Regions from separate parts of the Danio rerio genome. Here region 1 is linked to region 2. A link is a contact called in public Micro-C data. All regions are on one chromosome and are shown on one strand. Each heading gives the region's core, a stretch centred on a gene start, on an enhancer-like site or on the middle of the called end of the contact. The rest is flanking DNA. Distances are from core to core; before and after follow the strand shown. Region 1 overlaps si:dkey-23o4.6. Region 2 holds the start of plekho1b (pleckstrin homology domain containing, family O member 1b).

Region 1 (6,528 bases), core at 1,973-4,472, 43 kb after region 2:
AGGTATGCAGAAGAGCATCTCTGAAAGCACAACACATCAAACCTTGAGGCGGATGGGCCACGCAAAGGTGCCACTCATTTCAGCTAAGAACAGGAAACTGAGGCTACCATTCTTACAGGCTCACCAAAATTGGACAACAGAAGATTGGAAAAATGTTGCCTGGTCTAATGAGTCTCGATTTCTGCAGATGGTAGGGTCAGAATTTAGTATCAACAACATAAAAGCACAAATCCATCCTGCCTTGTATCCACGGTTCAGGCTGGCGGTGGTGTGATGGTGTGGGGGATATTTTCTTGGCACATTTTGGGCCTTTTAGTGCCAATTGAGCATCGTGTCAAGCCCACAGCATACCTGAGAAATGTTGTTGACAATGTCCATCCCTTTATGACCACAGTGTACCATGTCATAAAGCGCAATCTCTAAGGAATATTTCCAGTAACTTGTTGAATCTATGCCACGAAGGATAAGGCAGCTCTAAAAGCAAAACTCGAGAGTCCAACTCAGTACTAGTAATGCCTAGTTCAGACTGCATGATTTTAGCCCCGATTTTGCCTCGCCGACAGGTTTTGAGAAATCGCCGACAAATGCCTGGAATCACAGGCAAATCGGTGCTCGTGCACGTGAGTAACAATCACACAGTATGAACTTTCAAAGACGCGATCTGAGAGAATCGCCGATGAGTCGCCGATGCCTGTGAGATATTTGGCGTGCTAAATATCTGGAGCTGTCTGCGATTCAAATCATGCCGTGTGAATTGAGTTTTGACTGAAAATAACATCAGCGATGGCCTACAGCCAATGAGAGAGCAGCTTTCACTTGTGTGTGTGCGTGTGTGTATACCTGCTGCAGGCCAGCGGGAGGCTGGGGAAGAAGTTAAAAGCGCTCTTTTTCGGTTTATTTGGACCCACGAAATGGAGGAAAAACTAGTGGAGGTTTGACAGGACTCAGGAGCAACCGTGTCTGTTTGACGTTTCATACAGAAAGTAATTAGTTTATTATCAATGTTGAGGAGAAATGGCTATAATTCCATTTAAACCCAGGTGAGAAAACATGTACATGTTCTACCTCATTAAAGGTTTCTTTCTCATTATGTAGTTAATAACAAAAGATATACTACGTGTTTTTGGCTGTGAGACGTAGTTTGGACGAAATTGTCGGCGATTCTTCCTATAGTAAAGTCATGCAATGTGAATGTCCCTGTCGCCGATCCGTCTTGCAGTGCAAACAAAGCAGCGACAAAACGCTAGCCCAAATAGTCAAGCAGTGTGAAAACATCTGTGACACGACTACTTTGAAAATCATGCAGTCTGAACTCGGCATAAGGTGTGTACAATGACTTGTGTAACTCGCCTGGTTAAGCCTTTAAATGTCACTCTAAACTGAATTATAGTGTAGCAGAGGCCAGTGAGTGAAGTGCTGTGCAGGTAAACTTCCTCTGACCTCTGAAAAAAAGGTTCTCTAGATCTTTAGCCTCCTTGGTAAAGCAACCAGCTCCCATGTGGAAGGTCACCGGTTCCATCCCAGCTCGGTGTGGGTTGGGTGGTGTAGGACTGGCGGGGTAACACTAGTATCTTGAAAAATATACAGTATAATATTATGTACTACCATCATGGCAAAGATAAAACAAATCAGTTATTAGAAATTAGTTATTATAAAATTATTTTATATTATTATATAATTTAATTATATAAGTTGGCTGGTCATTATGCTGTGGCGACCCCAGATTAATAAAGGGGCTGAGCTGAAAAGAAAATGAATGAATGTTTAACAAATGGAGAATAAAATATACAGGGGACTAATAATTCAGGAGTCCCAATAATTCTGACCATATATGGAGAAATTATATTATTTCTTATCAAATTCATATTTATACAGCATCAAAATAATGAAGTTACTTGAACATCTTTGATTGTGACTTTGTAACTATGTTTATAATTGTGGGGGAAAAGTCAATGAAGGTAAAAATAGAAGTTGGATGATTTTATATTGATTTTAGTGTCCCTGTTACATAATTGTGATGTGGATGTACTTTAGCTTACAACTGCAGAGTGATCATGTGATCCAGGGTCTGCTTCGGTTCGTTCCATATTTTCCTTTAGTTTTCAGCTGACCTGCAGGATGCAGACCAGTAGAGTTATTTAGGTAGGAACAAATTAATAGCGTCCCAAAAAGTGAAAAAAATTACACGTTTAACGCCATCTAGTGGTTAAAGGATAAAACATCAGTTATAAAATATACACTTTTAAAGAAGAGGAATGTTGCTGGATTATTTATTTAACCCAGTGCTTACATTAAAAAAATATTTGGTACTTTGTTAAGTTATTTTTAACTTTTATTGAGTTGTTTGTTAATAACCCAACTGGGTTAAATGTGTGGTGCTTTTGGGTTATTTTTAACATGTATTGGGTTATTTGTTTAAAAACTTAACCAGTTGGGTTAAAGAAATTGAATTTCAACAGTTTAGTACTAGTAATAGTAGCAATAGTAATACCAGAATGGAAAACAATTACATTTAATCAAAATAACTCAAATGGGTTAAAATTACCCATAGTTGGGAAGATGCTAAACAACCTAAAGTTGGGTTAATGTTGGAGTATTTTTAACCCAAGTACTTGAGTAATCTGAGCTAAAATGAATGACTACCGAGAATGGAGTTTCTCATAATAAGTATGACCCGATAGTGAATAGCAAACAAACAAGCCACTTGAATCTTGCTTTTTCGCCAAAACTGCGCACTTTTAATGTGTTACGTACAGATTATAAGAATGTGACCAAGTTCTTTCAAAAACACAGGCACATGACGGTGCTCCGTTATTCTTTTCCAAGAATAAAAAATCCTCTTAGTGCTGTAAAATATGAATCTCTTGAAGCAAATCCCGTAAACCGCTGTGACAACCTCTGGCATGACTTCCTGTATGTGTCCTCTGTCGCCGGATAGAGATTTTTAAGTCACAGGTATCACCACTAGAGGGAGCACTTGAAAATTGTAAGAGCCCCGCCTCAGTTCAACGTGTCGTTTAGTCCGACCAGACGAACACTTTCCTCCCACAACCTTCTAGCCACCAAGTCGTCTTTTCCTTCTGGAGCAGGGTCTTTTTCAGCACAGTCACTGCACAATAGATACAGAAATCGTGAAAAATCTTATTTGATGTGGAACTAATTCATTTTTTATTTTAGTTTTGCACACATTCCTTTCGTTTATATAAAGAGTTTGTGACCTATATGGCACTCAGCCACCAGAGGGCGATCAAAATATTTTGGCTTCACTTTTATTTGTATGGCCAGTAGCTCTGCCTCCATGCAAAAATGTGTGGAAAAACTTGATAATATATTTTTCATTCAATAAGTGAAAGAGAACAAAACCATCTCATCCTAAAAACTGGAATCAAATATCAAAAAGAACTACAGCCTAATGTTTGTTGATAAACTTTGATGTTGGCTTGAGAAAGGTAAGGTAACAAGGTGGTGGTTGGTGAGGAGAGGGGTGTCGAAGGTTTTTGATCCAATGTTAAGTCAATGAGATTTAAAGTCTCAGAAGTGTCTTCACTATTGTAAGTCAATGGGCAAATTTGGAGCACTCTTGCACCCCAGAGGTAAAACTTACACCCCAGTCTAATATGTAGATTTACAGAGCTTGGCAGCCTCTTCAACTGTGGAAATTCAACATGTTTCTGAGAATTTCTCTTTCAAAGTTATGATGCGTCAAATTTGGTACAATGTTAAGTCCAAGAGATTTTTTCAAGTTTCAGTTTCTTGAAAACCAAAAGCCAGATTAGTTCAAAATGACATAGCAACTCGAGTCAGACTAGTTTAAAGGTCTGGCCAAAGTTTGATGGTCATAGCATTAAAGCCCTAGGAAGAGGAGTTGGTCATTTTTTTCTCAGAAAAGGGGATAACAGTAAGTTTACAGTATGTTGGCTTTCTCAAGCCAATATTAAAATGGAAACTACTGCAGTAGTGGAAGTCACTGGGCCTTTTTTCTTATATAATAAATTACTTGAGCCTCATAAGAAGACAAAAAAACAAACAATGAACATGCAGTGCTAGACACTTTTGGCAGGTAATAACACTAAACCACTTTGATGACAGACTTTAAAGAGGCATTTAAGAATGACCAAAACAACATTTCAGATGTTTTACAATGTTGCCAATCCCATTGAAAGCATTTTTATTCGCATTTTCAAAGTTTATCCATGTTGTGGCCTTTCCATTAAGCACATTTTTTATGCAATATTCCAAAATGCACATAAAAATAGTTGGATGGACACATTGCTAGTGTTTTAGCAATATATTAACCAATTTGTATTGCTATTACCTGAAGTAGCTACCAGATTTGCTCTCTAAGCCCTCAGTAACAGCACAGTAGATCGTGGTTTGTGCTCCCTGCCAGGGAGTCTTCATCAGCAACATGGAGGGCAGATATAGTATAGTTTTCAGCATTGGAAACCAAGACAGAATATGGCGACTCAGGTCCGTTCGAATCACTCCTGGATGCAGGCAGTACGAAGAGACTCCTGTGCCTATATAAGCATCCAGTGGGACAGGATTTAAAATAACACAAACATTCTATTTTAGTTTGTTTTTAAAATCTCACTATTCACGCATTCAAATACAGGAGTTGTATTTGAATGGCTGAAATAACTGTCCTGCATCTTTGAAGGGCACTTATACCTAGACATAATTGGTAAAAAACAAACAAAAACCTGGTAATGCTTTAAGGCAGGGGTGTCAAACTCAATTCCTGGAGGGCCGAAGCCCTGCACAGTTTAGTTCCAACCCTGCTCCAACACACTTACTTGTAGGTTTCAAACAAGCCTGAAGGACTCAATCAGTTAGATCAGGTGTGTTTAATTAGGGTTGGGACTAAACTGTGCAGAGCTGCGGCCCTTTTGGAACTGAGTTTGACACCTGTGCTTTAAGGTGTCCTTAGTACATAGTAATACACAATAGTAATTAAAAATAAGCATGCATAATACATGCACCTAAACCTCAACCTGACCTTAACCATATAGTAAGTACATTTATTTAATCATCACTCGGTACTGAAATGAATAATTACACTGTTACAAGGACACCTTAAATCATAGTCTCAAACTGGCTTCCTAGAGGACCGCAGCTCAAGTTTTGCTCCAACCCTAATCAAAAAAAGCTGATTAAATCATTCAAGGTGATCAAGACTACTAGACACTAATAGATCAGCTGTGTTTCTGTGCAGAGCTATGGCCCTTCAGGAACTGAGTTTGAGACCTATGCCTTAAATCATACGTATCAGCACTAGGAGGAGCCCTTGAGATCAGGGAACACAGAGTCCTGAATACAAAAAGTTTATCTGAATAAGACCTGTTAACTATCTGGATTAAACATGGTCATAGTGTAATAAGAAATGTTGTAATATAACACTGTATTCTAAAATACTATCTACTTCGTAAAGCATAAACAAAGAATATTTGTTAATTGATTTGCATATTTACACAGCAATCTTGTATACTATACCAAGAGCTGTATTATATCCTACCTTTCATCCTTCGTGCAAGTTCTCTGGAGAAAAGCACGTTGGCCAGTTTACTCTGCTTGTAGCTCACCAAAGGACTGTAAGGCCTTTTGTCAAAGAACAGGTCATCAAATTCAATCTTTCCTGTGGGAAAACAGTGACTAAAATGAATATAGTAAGGTTTTTCAAACCAGAAAGTTCCTCGAGAACTAATTACTGTATCTTCCTGACCAATTTGCTGGTTGCATTCACACCATCACATTAGGAACTCTAAAAGGATATAAGCTAGATGACGGCAACATCGAATGCTGCATTCATCAAAAGGAGTGTTGTGTGTTTCATGACAATGAGAGATTCATCATTTCCATGCCTTGTAAACCTGTATTTGCTTTGGTGATTTTATTTTGTATAAAATAATTACTTTTATTCAGTAAGAATGCCATACGGTTACTGTAACTCTCTATTTATTATAGAGTCCTGAAAGAAATGTATCATGATGTTTAACATTGAAAATTATCAGAAAATGAGTAGCAAATCAGGATGTAAGAATGTTTTAAAGGTTAATGTGATTGTTTATGTGAAGTATTGATGATTTTTTAGATTTATTTTTGGCATTTTTGCCTTTATTTGACATGACAGTAGCTTGATAGGAAATGAATTGAAAAGAGAGAGGAGGGTAGGATCAGGAAATGTCCACGAACCGGGATTCGAACTTGGGATGCCTGGCGCACTGCCGCTCCATATGTTGATGTTAAAAATGCAAATTTACAGGAATAAATTACACTTAAATTACATTTTAATCACTGCTATTTTATATTATGATAAATATGATAATATTCATTCATTTTCTTTTCGACTTAGTCCCTTTATTAATCTGGGTTCGCCACAGCGGATTGAACTTATCCAGCATATGTTTTACGCAGCGGATGCCCTTCCAGCTACAACCCATCACTGGGAAACACCCATACACTCTTATTCACACACATACACTATGGACAATTTAGCTTATCCAATTCACCTATAGCATGTCATTGGAC
Region 2 (5,972 bases), core at 273-2,772:
CATAACTGCACCTTTTGTGAGCAGAAAATGCTTTTAACAAATCGTAATTCTTCCAAAGTTTTGACCAGCGATTTATACATAATAAACAGCATACTAAATAATCCAAATTAATATCCATATTTACTAACTTGGTAGGCTGTTAAATACAACCAGTGAATAACTATATTTTAGATTTGTATATTTAAAAACAAATAGGCCAGTTTTTACATTTTTTTCAATTCTTTAAAGTTTTTCAATTCTTTTTGGTTTTTAGAATGTATGTGTTCAATTAATATATATATGTATGTATGTGTGTGTGTATATTTTTTTAACAGTATATATATATATATATATGATAAAAAAAAAAAAAAAATATATATATATATATATATATATATATATATATATATTTATATATATATATATATATATATATATATATATATATATATATATATATATATTAAATAAGCTGAATTTAACATATAATCAATGTAAAACTATATTAGCAACATTTAAAGTCTGACATGTTCAGTTAAAAATGAATTTATTAAATCTATGTGAAATCTTCCATACATTTAAAATGCAACTTAATATAATTTAGACTCAAGTAAAATATTTTAAAAACCAACTCTTGCAGAAATAGTCTTAAAGAGCCATTCTGGATTACATAAATGCAGCTTTTGTGAGCAGAAGAGGCTTCTAACAAATCTTAATGCTTCTTAACTTTTGACCAGAGCTTTATACATAATAAACAGCACACTTAAAACCCAAATGTAAAATCTATATTCTAGTAGTAGGCTGCTACACACAACCAGTGTTTATATAACTAACAGTTATATATTGTTAAATTCAAAATACGCAGACAAGTAGGCCAGATTTTATTTTGGTTATTATTATTGTTAATACTATTATTGTGTTATCATTATTCCCATTTGACACATTAACTGTAGTTTAACAACTCATGCTCAGTTTAATAGAATAACGTCAGCATTGCTCTTCCGCTATTCAGTCAACTAACATTACAGTGCGAGAGGATATCGACTTTTACATTTGCAACTACAACAAAAAATTACGTTTTTTTTGGCAAATGTAATTGTAAAACGTTGCTAAAGATAGTTTTAGTATAGTGAAGCAGTATGTATGCTCTGCAGTGGTTCATATACTAGTGCACAAAGGCTCGCGGCGCTCCTCACTGACAATAGAGGGGACTCGGTGTCTTTCTCACCCGCTTTGACGAACTGTTCTTCTTCATGGCTCAATGAAACACCGCTTCCCGGCTCTCTCCCTCCACGAACAATCCAGATACAAAAGAATCCACTGAAAATCCTACACCCGAAAAAGCCACACTCAAAGAAAAGCGCTTTGTTAAATGAGAGTCGCTCCCCGGTTGTTTCTTTACGCCTCCTCCGGTGAATTTACTCCCGTTCAGCGTCCACCGCGCCGGTCACCATTTGCTGGTTATTTCGGACAGACCTCAGAAATGTGCTGGTGAGTGTGTGTTAGTGGCATCCTCGTGCGTTGTTGATCCTCTGCCGTCACGCGTGGAGTTCTGGTTGTAGTTGTGTGAGCTGAGAACTTGAGGATGTGTGGTCCCTCTCTTTGTCCTCCACAGCTCCACCTATGGACACCACAATGATGTCACTGGAAAGACAGAGGGGGGATTTGCTGTACTGAAGGGAATGTGCGAAGTTTTTTTTACAGCCATTTAAGCTTACTTGTTTATTAGCTATTAATGACAGACATGATAATTATTACATACAAACATTGCATAATAATTATTATTATATGCGTGTGTCTGTATATGCATTATTTATGTAGCATATTAATACACGCATGCATATGTCCGAGAAAATTATTAAATAGATAAACTGTAATAAATACTTTAAAATACTGTAATAAATACTGTATAGGCCTATTTTAGTTTTTACTTCAGTTGAGTGAACCATAGTGTGTAGTAATACAGAAGGATGACGAGGCTGTACTAGTGCTGTTAATTACAGAATATTGCATGGCTTTCAGACAATCATATTCAAGAACCAGACAGAACTGTTGTATAATTATATAGATAGATAGATAGATAGATAGATAGATAGACAGACAGACAGACAGACAGACAGACAGACAGACAGACAGACAGACAGACAGACAGACAGACACACACACACACACACACACACATACATACATACAAATTTAACATAAAACATTTAAGTTGTCCCCAAAAGAACCTCCAGAATTATTTTGTTTCAGCTCTTTTTAAATAGTTATTATGAGCAAGCAGCAAATGTAATTATTTGAGTGTATTTATACATGTTATATCTACAAACGCAGGGGGAAAAAAAGTTTGATTTTGGACTAATCGCAATTAATCTTTGCCCACCACTAAAAATACTTTATTTTATATTAAATGATGTAGTTTTTTCAAACCATAGAGTAAAGTGTATTATACTGTATATTAAAGTAGACTGATAAATAGTAAAAAAAAAATACTGTATAGGCCTACTTTAGTTTTTACTACAGTTGATTAAACCATGGTTGATAAAACAGTTGATAAAAGCCAATGTTTTGTATAAAACTACAGTATTGGGTTATATTGCTATATTATAGGGTTATATAGCACTATGTAATATGTGTGTGTGTTTATATATATATTCGTCACTATAAAGGTTAAATTACAGAGCCTACACACAGGAGTAAAAAAAAAAATGCAAATTTAGAAGAAAATATTAAATGGCTTTTAGAGGTTTTTGCATCTAAACTATACTGTATGTGTGTGTATACATACAACGCTCAGTTGGCCTTTCTGTCTGGAGTTTGCATGTTCTCCCTGCGATCGCGTGTGTTTCCTCCGGGTGCTCCGGTTTCCCCCACAGTCCAAAAGCATGCGGTACAGGTGAATTGGGTTGGCTAAATTGTCCGTAGTGTATGAGTGTGTGTGTGGATGTTTCCCAGAGATGGGTTGCTGCTGGAAGGGCATCCGCTGCGTTAAAACTTGCTGAAAAAGTTGGTGGTTCATTCCGCTGTGGCGACCCCAGATTAATAAAGGTACTAAGCAGACAAGAAAATGAATGAAGGAATGAATATATCTGTATACAACAATACAATCAACACAACAAATTAATTCAAGTAATTTACTATAGTATGGCTCAAAAACTATAGTATTTCCTATAAATTACTGTGGTATTTGTTCATATGGGTAGTCCGATATGTGGGTTTAATTGTTGAATTTATTTTTCAGTAAGCGCACATGCACTGTAGAGAGTATACTGGGTTATGTAAGGTAACTGCATGGGTTGGTTTAGGGGTGGGTTGAGGATTAATCCCTAGTTATTTGTAATTACTGTAAGCGCATAACTACATGCAGAACAGGACTGTAAAATACAGTGCTACCAATATTAGCATTAAATAGTGGTGATAACATGTACTTATAAAGTATTATACTGAGTACTAATCAGTATGTCAAAATTTCATTTAATTATTTTATTAGGGCGCAATATTTTCCTGCTGGATTTGTTATAAATCGACATTGGGAAAATGGACAAGACAATGTGGGTTATAAATAGAAACAAAATGTATATTTTATTTCTTTTTAAATTGTCAATCAGTGAAATAGATTCCAAACAGTATATTTAGCATCTAATGTGTAGTGTAGACCACATACTGTTGTAAAATTTAAAACAACTAGTTTATTGGTTTTTAAGTAAGAAGGACTATTTAATTTGACTGAATCAACTTACTGCAATAGTTTTGACAGCCATTGTAATGGTCAGATAAAAGTAGCCTCCAAATGAATTAACTGCAGTGTAATATCATTTATATTACACATTCATTCACTTGTTTTATGTGCATATATTTTGTTTTTTTAAAGCCTTTTGGATATAAAGTAATGAAATAAGCAATTACGGCCTTATTCACGCTTACATCAATAGGGTAAATTAAATTTATTGTTTTTTTTATTTTATACTTTTTTATTTTTATTACTTAGTTTTTATATGCGAATAAAACAACAGGTAAGTTCATTTAAAGGAAGTTCATATAGAAATGGAAATTTTACTCTGCATTGATTTTCACAAATGGCTCCAAACCTTGTAAGTAGTTAAAGTTTAAAGTTTAAATAGTTTTAAAAGTCATGAATATCATTTAATACATCTGATTCAACTTTAGTACATTAGATTTCAATTGACAGTTCTGATGATTTTAATAATCAGGTCGGATATAAAAAGCCACTTTGACAAATGTAATATTTATTTTACCTAATAATATTAGTTTTACTATATAATAATACATGCATTATTTATTTCCACTATATATTCTTTATTTATCTATTAAAGGGAGTTCTAGTAGAAATGTAAATTTTACTCACCATTGATTTTCTCAAATGGCTCCAAACCTTTATGTGTTTCTTTTTTCTGTTGAACACAAAAGAAGATATTTTGAAGAATGTTGGAAACTGGTACCTATTGACATGCTTAGTTGAAAAGAAAAATATATGTATAGCACAATGACCAACCATTTCTCACAATTCTTTAAAATAATGTTTAAAAAAAAGAAAGATTTGGAGCAAGTGTGTGAGTAAATGATGACAGATTTCTTAATGTTATATGAACTATAATTTTACTATATAATATATCATATGTTAGCTGGTAAATTGTATGTTTTTTTTATCTGCATATTAAAAAGAACATTTTGCGGTTCCAACAACAGGCAGTGTGAATTGTTACACTATGTTAAAGTGATGTAACCCAGCAGCAACACAAACATGTCCACCTGTCGTCTTAAACCCATCACAGACCTTCTTAAGAGTTTATAAATAGTAATGCATACTGGGTTGATAAGCTTGCTGATGAAATGCCCCTATACCTTGTATATGCTCTTATAGTTTCCTTCACTACTTCAAATAATGTTCTTGTCATTAAGCCAAGAGAGATAACTAGGTTACATGACAATACCTGGATTGATGCTGTTTATATATAATCGCAGATGCCAATATAAAGATGTAATGTGCACATGAACTGCTACTTACTCAATCGATTTGTGTTGGGACAACATAAAGGAATTAAGTTAACTCATTAGTTTTTTAACCAGTTAAACTCTGCTGCTATTTTGTGATTTCCGCCTGGATTTTGCCTACCCAAATTTAAAAGCTTCCCAAATCCAAATGCAGAGTTGTAAATGCAAAAAGTTGGTATCGTTTTAAAGAAAACCCTTTGAATTTTCGTAAAACACTATTGAAAGTGTTTAAAATATCTGTATATGTTGTCTGTGTTATAATAAACACCTAAAAAAACAAACGCTGTTGATGATACTTTTATTTTAGTATGTAGATACTTATAACTGAAATTAAATATTGAGTAGGGGCAGGGCTTTCCTTTCATTCCCTTATAGCAAATTATTGGTAAAAGGAGTGTGGTTAAGAATATTGTGGCTGAAGCTGTCAAAGTTATGTCAGCAGAGAAAAATAGCCACTTCAAATTCATAAGCAAATAGTCAGATTTTGATTGAAGATTACCAAAACAAACTGTAACATAAGGGACAAGGACATCGGAGGTGAAGATCCACGTGTGGTAGAGAGTAGTCAGGCAGGCAGCAATCAAAACAGGTATAAAGTGGAGCATATAGACCAGGGGTGTCCAAACTCAGTCCTGAAGGGCCGATGTCCTGTAGATTTTAGCTCCAACTTGCCTCAAAACATCTGCAAAGATGTTTCTAGAAAGCCTAGTAAGAGCTTGATTAGCTAGCCCAGGTGTGTCTGATTGGGGTTGGAACTAAGCTTTGCAGGACACCGGCCCTCCAGGACCGAGTTTGGACATGCCTGATATCGACGATCCAAAGAACATGCTCAAAAGCAGGCAAGAGATCAGTGCAGGAGGCAAACAGGATAAACAATAAACAAAACACAGGAAGGCTAGACAGGAAATAACGCTTTGAAATGCTTACAGAAAACAAGACTCAGCAGTGTGTGTGTGTGTGTGTGTGTGTGTTTGTGTGTT

What was found. Hi-C and Micro-C count contacts between places; a contact is called where the count stands out from the background.
Region 1: a contact with region 2 is called in a Micro-C map of caudal fin, with 1.8 times the contacts expected there. The contact joins the enhancer-like site here to the promoter of plekho1b in region 2. A contact is called at or near these places in 2 of 18 Hi-C or Micro-C datasets (caudal fin and an unstated tissue).

What each region holds. Positions count from the first base shown.
Region 1 is chr16:42,512,444-42,518,971 of GRCz12tu, forward strand. si:dkey-23o4.6 reads right to left here. Exons shown (of 8, transcript XR_012392433.1): 5 at 5,516-5,635; 6 at 4,316-4,520; 7 at 2,040-2,111; 8 at 1-1,571. Among named protein-coding and RNA genes, the nearest start is that of si:dkey-23o4.6, 7.5 kb to the right of the region's middle. Within about 2 kb of position 3,223, at least 15 of the 62 cell types and tissues checked have an H3K27ac peak or open chromatin away from gene starts, as enhancers often do. A contact at or near this core is called in caudal fin, where this site is marked.
Region 2 is chr16:42,471,609-42,477,580 of GRCz12tu, forward strand. plekho1b (pleckstrin homology domain containing, family O member 1b) reads right to left here and starts at 1,523. Exons shown (of 6, transcript NM_001326535.1): 1 at 1,208-1,523. The coding sequence starts at 1,234.